Regions from separate parts of the Mus musculus genome. Here region 1 is linked to region 2. Evidence: chromatin contacts called from public Micro-C data. All regions are on one chromosome and are shown on one strand. The core of a region is the stretch at or near the end of the contact, and the rest is flanking DNA. Distances in the headings are between cores, read along the strand shown.

What was found. A called contact is a pair of places that touch in the nucleus more often than the background predicts.
Region 1: a contact with region 2 is called in a Micro-C map of embryonic stem cells, with 2.8 times the contacts expected there. The contact joins the promoter of Uck2 here to the promoter of Gpa33 in region 2. A contact is called at or near these places in 5 of 484 Hi-C or Micro-C datasets (all in embryonic stem cells), 11 of 115 datasets of contacts at active chromatin or transcription factors (cardiomyocytes, embryonic stem cells, pancreatic cancer cells and 1 more) and 1 of 9 other capture datasets (embryonic stem cells).

Annotation. Positions count from the first base shown.
Region 1 is chr1:167,283,842-167,288,067 of GRCm38.p6, reverse strand. It overlaps Uck2 (uridine-cytidine kinase 2), which reads left to right and starts at 2,941. Exons shown (of 7, transcript NM_030724.3): 1 at 2,941-3,292. The coding sequence starts at 3,194.
Region 2 is chr1:166,128,715-166,132,583 of GRCm38.p6, reverse strand. Gpa33 (glycoprotein A33 (transmembrane)) reads right to left here and starts at 2,363. Exons shown (of 7, transcript NM_021610.2): 1 at 1,980-2,363. The coding sequence starts at 2,022.

The DNA.
Region 1 (4,226 bases), core at 1,692-4,191, 1.2 Mb before region 2:
GCATCCTACTTGCCTGCCGTTCTCCTGGGGCTTGGGGTGGGGATGCAGAAATGAGGTGTGGTGTCTCAGAGGACATTCACGGAAGCCCTATTTTTTTGCCACCCACTGTTCTAGGAGTTGGGATGGAATAATTAAAAGGGGCAAGAGATGTGTCAGTTCAGAGTAGGCTAAGTAAAACTGACAAACAGGTCCTGACATAAGTGTCTTCATAGGTAGGGGGATGGGCACATGGCTAGTTTACATGAGACAGCAGGGTTACTAAGATGTTAATGGTGGACTCTGGGTGGTAGGTATACTATTTTTAGTACTTTTGTTCTTTGGTGGTTTTTTTTGTTTGTTTGTTTGCTTTTGAGACAGAGGAGTTTTTGTGTAGCTTTGTCTGGCTCTAGATATCACAGCGAAAACCAGGCTGGCTAACTCACAGATCAGTTTGCCTCTGCCTACCAAGGGCTGAGATTAAAGGTGTTTGTCACTATACCCAGCCTGCATATATTGTTTATTGTAAGATATTTCAAATACATTTAATGTGTGTGTGTTAAAATATGGAAACATCTAGGTGTGGAGATTTTGGAAAAGTTCATGGTGTGGCCCTTGCTTTCTTTCCTCTTCCTCTTAGCTAGCTACCTACTAATCTGCGGACTCATCGAACTCCAGATTCCAACAAGCCTCACACTGCGCTATAAATAGAGTTCTGCAAATCCTTGAAGACTGTTATATTTCTTTTGCAGAGAATAGACTTTTGGGAGAAGTCAACCCACCCACACTGTCTCTGCTGGGGAATGGAGTGAGGGCTAGCCAGCCTCTCCCAGATGTCGCTGATGGACACCAGGCAACCACTCGGATCTTGGTTTCCTGAGGATGAAGTTTGGTGTTGATGTGACATAAAATATCTCAGAAGAGAACATGTGTAAGCAAGACAAGGTGGTGGAGACTGTGGGATCTGGAAGGTCCATTTCAGCTATTTAGGGAGTAACAGGGTCAGCCTGGGTTACATAAGATCCTATCTCAAAAGAACAAAACAAAGAGTGCTGTCTTCTCCCCCCAAGTCCCAAGATTTCTCTGTGCAGCCTTGACTGTCCTGGAACTCAGAGATTTGCCTGCCTCGGCTTCCTAAGTGTTGGGGTTAAAGGCATCTGCCAACAATACCCAGCTAAATCCTTGGTGTTTTTCCACTAAAGAATTGGAAGTTTCTTATTTCCTTTTTGTTTTTTGAAGTCAGTAAGAGAGAAGATGCACTATATCACGTTGGACTGATTCGTTACTCTTTAACGATGTTTTCAAAAACAAGAAAGTGTGTTAGACTTAAAATTTTTTATTTCTTTTTAAACTTAAAAATTGTAGCACAGTGGTGGCTGCACATACCTTTACTCCCAGGACTCTCTCAGGAGGCAGAGGCAGGAGGATCTCTGTGAGTTTGAGACCAGCCTGGTTTATAGAGTTTCAGGATACAGAGAAACCCTGTCTTGGAAAAGAAACAAAAACAAAACAAACAAAAAAACCCAAACAAAACCCTGTTTTATGTATATAGGCGTTTTGCCTGCATGTATATCTGTGCACCAGTGTTCCTGGTGGAAGCAGGGCCAAGAAGTGGGCATCAGATCCCCTGAAGCTGCCAAGTGAGTGACGGGAATTGGACCCACATACCTCTGGACAAGCAGCCAGTGTTTTTGTTGTTGTTGTTGTTATTGTTGTTGTTGTTGTTGTTATTGTTTTTGATTTTTCGAGACAGGGTTTCTCTGTATAGCCCTGGCTGTCCTGGAACTCACTTTGTAGACCAGGCTGGCCTCGAACTCAGAAATCTGCCTGCCTCTGCCTCCCAAGTGCTGGGATTAAAGGTGTGCAGAGGCAGGTGGATTTCTGAGTTCAAGGCTAGCCTGGTCTACAGGTTTCTGGTTCTAGGACAGCCAGGGCTATATAAAGAAACTCTGTCTCGAACCCCCCCCCAAAAAAAAAGAGGTTCAGAGTTCAGAGAAGCGGAGATTCTAGTACTACCTTTCAGGTGTGCCCAGCAAAACTGCCCTTTCTGGTTCCTTTAGGAGTCTTTTCAAGCCCCAATACTCTACAGTGATATTCAGGCATTGTTCTAAAAACTTTACCTATGATAATTCATTTTAGCCCATCAAAAATCCTAGCGTGTATCATTTTTATTTTCATTTAATAGAGCACTGAGGCACATTGGCCTTGCTTATGGAACTTGATGTGAATGAAGACATCTGGCTCCCGCGGTGAAGACTCCTTTTTAGTCTCCATTTGGTACTGTTTTCCTAACTAAGTGACAAATTGCCTGCCTCTAATAAACTAGGTCAGTTAAAGTCATCAATGAATGGAAATGGCATTGTTATGTTTCTATTTTCATTAACCCTAGCTCCACGGGAATGTCAGTACTGCGGAGCTAGGATGGTGTGGAAGGGCACTGGTTTTTCAGGGAGGAGTAACCGTCCCCGAGTCACCCTTCTTTTAGGGAGTCACATGAGGACAGACCTGCTAAGGAAAATGGCACTTGGGGGTTTCCAAGACAGGAACTCTCTTAAGCCGAGCGGGTGACACACTATTTTGGCACACGGAGGGTGGGAAGGGAGTCTCTGAAAACACAAGTTTCAGTGAGGATGAAGGGTCTAGGCATTAATTCTCCATCTTCATATTCCCAGCCTTTTCCAGTTTTGCGTCTCAAACCTCCAGTCTCTGCTCTGCTCTGGCAGTCTCTTCTAGCTTTTGATCTCTTTTGAAATAGGACGCAGAGTGGCGCATTAAGACGCTGACCTAGCCGGTTTCTTCACCCCTCCACCCCACCCCCCGCTCCGTCCCAGAAAGGGTTAATCCGGCGGGTGGGGAGGGGAGTGGCGCTCACACCTTTCCCAGAGACCTCGGGCGGCGGCGGGGCCCGGGCGGGGCGGAGGCTGGGGCCAGACTCCTGGCGAATAGCAGCGCGCAGCCCGCCCGGATTGGAGCAGCCTCATCACGCTGACCTCTGCCTGGGATGTAAACCCCACGGGCCGCCACGGGCACAGGAGAGCTCTCGGCACCTCCGGGAAAGCCACCTCGGCCTCCCCCGCGCCCGGGCTCCAGCCGCGGCCGGCCCAGCCTCGACCTCAGCAGCGACCAGCTGCTCCTGCGAGGAGCCGAGCGAGCCCGGTCGCGGGCGGGGAGCGTGCGTCGGTTCGCACAGGCTGCGAGAGGAGGGGCGGCGCGAGTCATGGCCGGGGACAGCGAGCAGACCCTGCAGAACCACCAGCAGCCCAACGGCGGCGAGCCCTTCCTGATCGGCGTGAGCGGGGGCACGGCCAGCGGGAAGGTAAGAGTCCGCGCGCCCTGCTCGCACGGCGGGCGGCGCATGTGGCCGGCGCCCGCGGGCCGTGTCAGTTGCAGCCTGCCACCGCGTGGCCCGCGGGATCCTCGTTCCGGGCCGCCGCGCTCCGGCGCCGCCAGACCCCGCGCAGGCTCGGTGCGCGGCGTTGGGGACCAGCGGGGGGACCCGGGCGACCGAGGGTCCAGGATGCGGGTTCCTCCTACAAGTCCCCCGCAGGGATGGTGCGCTCCCTCGCTGGTTCCCGGCGGCGGCTGTGACTCGTGGTCAGGGTCTTGTGGGGGAGGGGCGGAAAGCGGATGCTTATTGTTTTGCAAGTCGGGTGTAAGGACCCGGCTTTCGGGGCTTCCCTCGGAGCCCCGGTACGCTCCTCCGCCCGGCTTGGCCCTGGCCCCGGCCCAAGCCTGTGGGCTGCGAGGCTGGCCGGGATGCGCGAGGTGGCGCGCCCGCTGCCGGGAGCCCACCTGGGGGTTGCAGGGCTTTCCGGGAGAGCCGAAGCTCGATGGGCACAGTCACGGATGGGATGACAGCAGGGGCTGCTGTCTTTTATGCTTAGAAGAGAAAACCGCATCAGTCTCAGTGAGAAAGTTGTACAGGCTCCATGCTCTTCGGTGTCCGGGTCGCTCGCTCCTTGGATCGCAGGGAAGGGGTTACCGAGTCTGACTTTGCGAGGAACCTCTTTCCTTTGTATTTTCTCCTGCACGGCAGCGAGGGGCGACTTGACTTAACCTCGGGTCTTTACTGCAGGTGGAGAAGGGTGGAGCCCTCCCAGATGGTTCTTTCTTTACTCCCCCTCGCTCCCTTTTAGGATGTGGCTGCTTGTTCGCCTGCCGTTTAACAGCCGCCAAGTTCAGTGGGCGCTCGGGCTCCATGAGGGGCGCCCGAGGGAGCTGGGCGCCGCGTGCGGCCGCTGGTGAGGCCG
Region 2 (3,869 bases), core at 1,114-3,613:
ACTTGGCAGAGTGGTTTCCTTTGCCCCAGGGCTCCAAGACTTCTTCTTAGAGCAGATAGTCATGGAGGAAAGAAAGGTGGGGTGGGCATGTGGTTCTGAGCAGAGCTGGCAGGGGAGAGGGTGAGGGCAGAGAACACACTTTAACAGTGTGTCAGGATACACACACACACACCCCATGCTCCCACTCCACCACCCTCATCCCCCCATCTCCCACCCCTCAGCTATTCCTGCTGGCTGGGTTCACCCAGAGGTCACATGCCTCACACTCCAGGAGAAGGCCACCAGCCTGCTCCAGGCAGTTGAGAATTGAGGACATTTCTCATTCTAAGCTGGGCAAGTGACTGTGTTCTCAGTTTTTGGTATTTCCCTGAGCCAGTATTACTTCTTTTATGCATACATGTGTTAGTAACAGGGTAAAGAACACAGAGTTTTATACTGGTGCGTGCATGTGTGTGTGTGCACATGTGCGAGTGCAAGTCAGGTGTGTGCATGTATGCATGCATGTGCATGGAGAAAAGTCCTGGCTCAGGAAAGGGTCAGAAAATCCTGGAGCAGAGTAGGAGAGGGTGGCCGTGTCCTTCCAGCCTCCCTCTCCTGAGGCAAGCATCCTCCTTTCAGATATGAAGGCTGAGGCTGGCAAATCCAGACTTCCCATCCCTCAGGCACCCACACAATCCTTGTGCCCAATGAGGGACCGAGCAGATGAAGGAATGGGCAAGCCAAGGGGACAGGGGCATTTGTCTCAGGAAAAATGGACCTGCCCATAGAACTTGAACCCGCTAGGCAGAGTAACTGTCCCTCAAAGCCTTGAACTGATCAAGCAGTTGTCCTGCCTAGCAGGTTGTCCTTCACTCCAAAGCAAGGGTTCAGAGGCAGGCTGGAGAGGAAGCCCAGAGCCCTGGAGGATGTGCCGGGTGGTGGCTCAGTTGGTTCTGGGCTTGCCAGGGTGTATTGAACAGTGTGCTAACCAAAGCCTCCTCGGGGCTCCTGAATTTCCTGTTCAGCTCTCACTTCCTCCCGGTGGTTCCCAGATCCTGGAAGCAAGCTGCTGGACAAAGACACTGAACTAGGGTCTCTGAACTAAACTCCTCTCAGCGTTCCTGACCCCCGGTATGCAGACACCCTCAGGCACCCTGCCCTTCTCCACACAACTGCTTTGCTATTTAACACTTAGTTTCTATTCCGCCGCAAACCCATCTGATGCTGCTTTGAGAGGTGGGAGGAGGGGTTCTCTGCCAGGCAGGGAACACAGGGAGCACCGGCCTGTGGAAGCCTGCTTTCCAGCTTGTGGCTCTATGCAGGATATCGAGGAAATTTTTTCCTCTTTAAGTTTCCTGTGGGTGACATAGGTGCTAACATGTTTATGGTCGTGTCTTTTTCTAATTTTAAAAAGACTGGAAAACCAAAACCAAAACCTAGATCAATGGTTCTCAACCTGTGGGTCGCCACCCCTTGGGAGATGGAATGGTTTACCCCCCCCCCCCCACAGGGTCCTTTAAGATCGTCAGAAAACACAGATATTTACATTACGAGTCATAACAGTAGCAAATTTGCAGTTATGAAACAACAATGACAATTTTAAGGTTAGGGGGTCACCACAACATGCAGAACTATATTAAAGGCTCAGCACATTAGAAAGGTTGAGAACCACTGCCCTAGGCAGTAAATCTATCTAGATCCACACCCTGGCGTTTTTGAGAGCAATCCTTAATTTCAAATACTGTGTCTAACCCTTTGAGTTTCTCATTTCAACAATGGACTGGGGGTTGTTTGGGAGCTAACGGAGACAAGGACTGTGTTGATTTAGGACCAGGCCTACAAACTGCCCCCACCAAACAGTAGAATGTATAGCTCTGCTCAGTGGGACAGAGCACTGCTGGGACCAGGGGAAGTGAGGGACACTAGGACTGCCTCTGCTTCAGCAGTCGGTCACACACCCCACCCATTCCCCAGAGCTGGCAGCAGAGGGGCGTACTCACTTGCACAGAACATCCACACCACAGATCCTGCCTTCCCCAACATGGTCTGGCTCCTTTCCCGACACAAGCCCAGTCTGGAACTGGCAGGGCACTGGACAGGTCTGGGCTGTCTGGTTAAAGCTATGGCCTCTGGCCTGGTTCAGCCTGTAGTCCCTGTGACTCTCCTCCAGCTCACCTGGGCCAGACTGGGCCCACATGCCCCACCCAGTCAACGGACTGGCAGGTGAGCTCACCTATGGGGTGAGGCCCCTGCTCCACCTACTCTATGAAAGGCCCCAACAAGAGTCTTCTTCCTTCCTGGAGCCAGCCATCTTCCTGCCTTCTCCCTCTTCAGCAGGAGTGCAAAGTCCTGTGCTTCTCAGAAGGTGTGGACCTCTCATAACTGATGGGATGTTGTTGCTGTGTAATAAAAAGGGAGCGAGCTCAGAAGTGAAAGCTAGTAAAAGCAGGGTGTTGCCCACACTTGCTGAGGCACATTAAGACCCGGCATTGTCTTTTTCTTTGCCCTTCCTCTCTTCTCTGACTCCCACACTGGGACAGAAATGTGGTCTCGGAGGACACAGGAAGTTCCTGTGTTCAGAATTGGTACCCGGCTTGGGAAAGTAGCAGATACACAAGAAACCAAGATGACAATGTATCTTAGTTCTTCCTCTCAGTTTCTAACACCATAGTCTTGTAACCTGGGAGCCCTGAAACCTCACAGTCCCAAAACAACTGAGATGTTTGTTACCTTCGAATAAATGTAAGAGGTGAACCGAAACACCTTTCATCCCAGCACTCAGGAGGCAGAGGCAGGCAGATCTCTGTGAGTTTGAGGTCAGCCTGGTCTGCAGAGTCAGTTTCAGTACAGCCAAGAATATCTATAGGAAATAGCTCTCCGGGAGAGCTATCTGATCAGGCTCTGCCATAGATACTCTACATTATAGAATATGTACAAATGATATTATGTCATTTAAATATTTTTATTTAATAAAATACCTTAGAGTTTTTTTGCATTCATACATACAGCACTACTATGTTCTGCTTAATAGGTAATGAATAATATCACACCACGTGTTACCTTTTCCAAGTTTGTTCATATTTCTACATAGTTATTGGTCTTGGGCTTCCTGGTTTCTAGAGTGTCTTTGTGTTCTTGGGAAACTCACTTTTGATAAAGTGATTACTATAAATGCTTTCCCAGGTGTTGCCTTGTATTACAAATTCCCTGTGTACAGTGATCTTTTCTAACTACCAGGTTTAGTTGGCTTACAAACTTATTGCTTTTCACCTGTTACACTTTGCTTAGTCACAGTTTAGCCTTCTCCTACTGTATATGATGATTTTCCAGTTTCTGGACACTGTCGTCAGGTTATCTTACTCAGGACAGACCCCCTGATGCTGGGTCTCTACTCTGGCTCTCTTGCTGACTCTGCAGCCCTTAAGAAATGAACGGACGTCCATCTGCTCCTTAAATTGTCCTGTAAGGTGTGCTAGGATTCACTCTTCAACGTCCCTTCCCTTTTAAGAGTTATCTTCCAGGGTGTGTAACCTCTGTTCTGTCTCTACTTAGACATCTAGCCGGCTGCGGCTCGTTCTTTCCTGCTGCAGGACTGTGCACTGTGCTCTCTCGGCAGCCCCTCCCCACTATTATACCCATTATATTTTATCCAGCTTATCCTTTAAAGGCCTGCTCCTACATCATGTCTCCCACGAAGCCTTCCCTGGCTTCGCAGCTCAGAACTTGCTCCTTCTTGAGATTCAGTGCAGCGCTCTGAGTCTCTTCTAGGGCAGGAACTCCACTCTTACACTTCAGCTATATTTAGTCTCTGTCTAATGCCTCCTAATAAACTGTGAGCTCATTCATTCATTCAGCCAATCTCTGAGGCTACTACTCTGGGCACGTTTCCA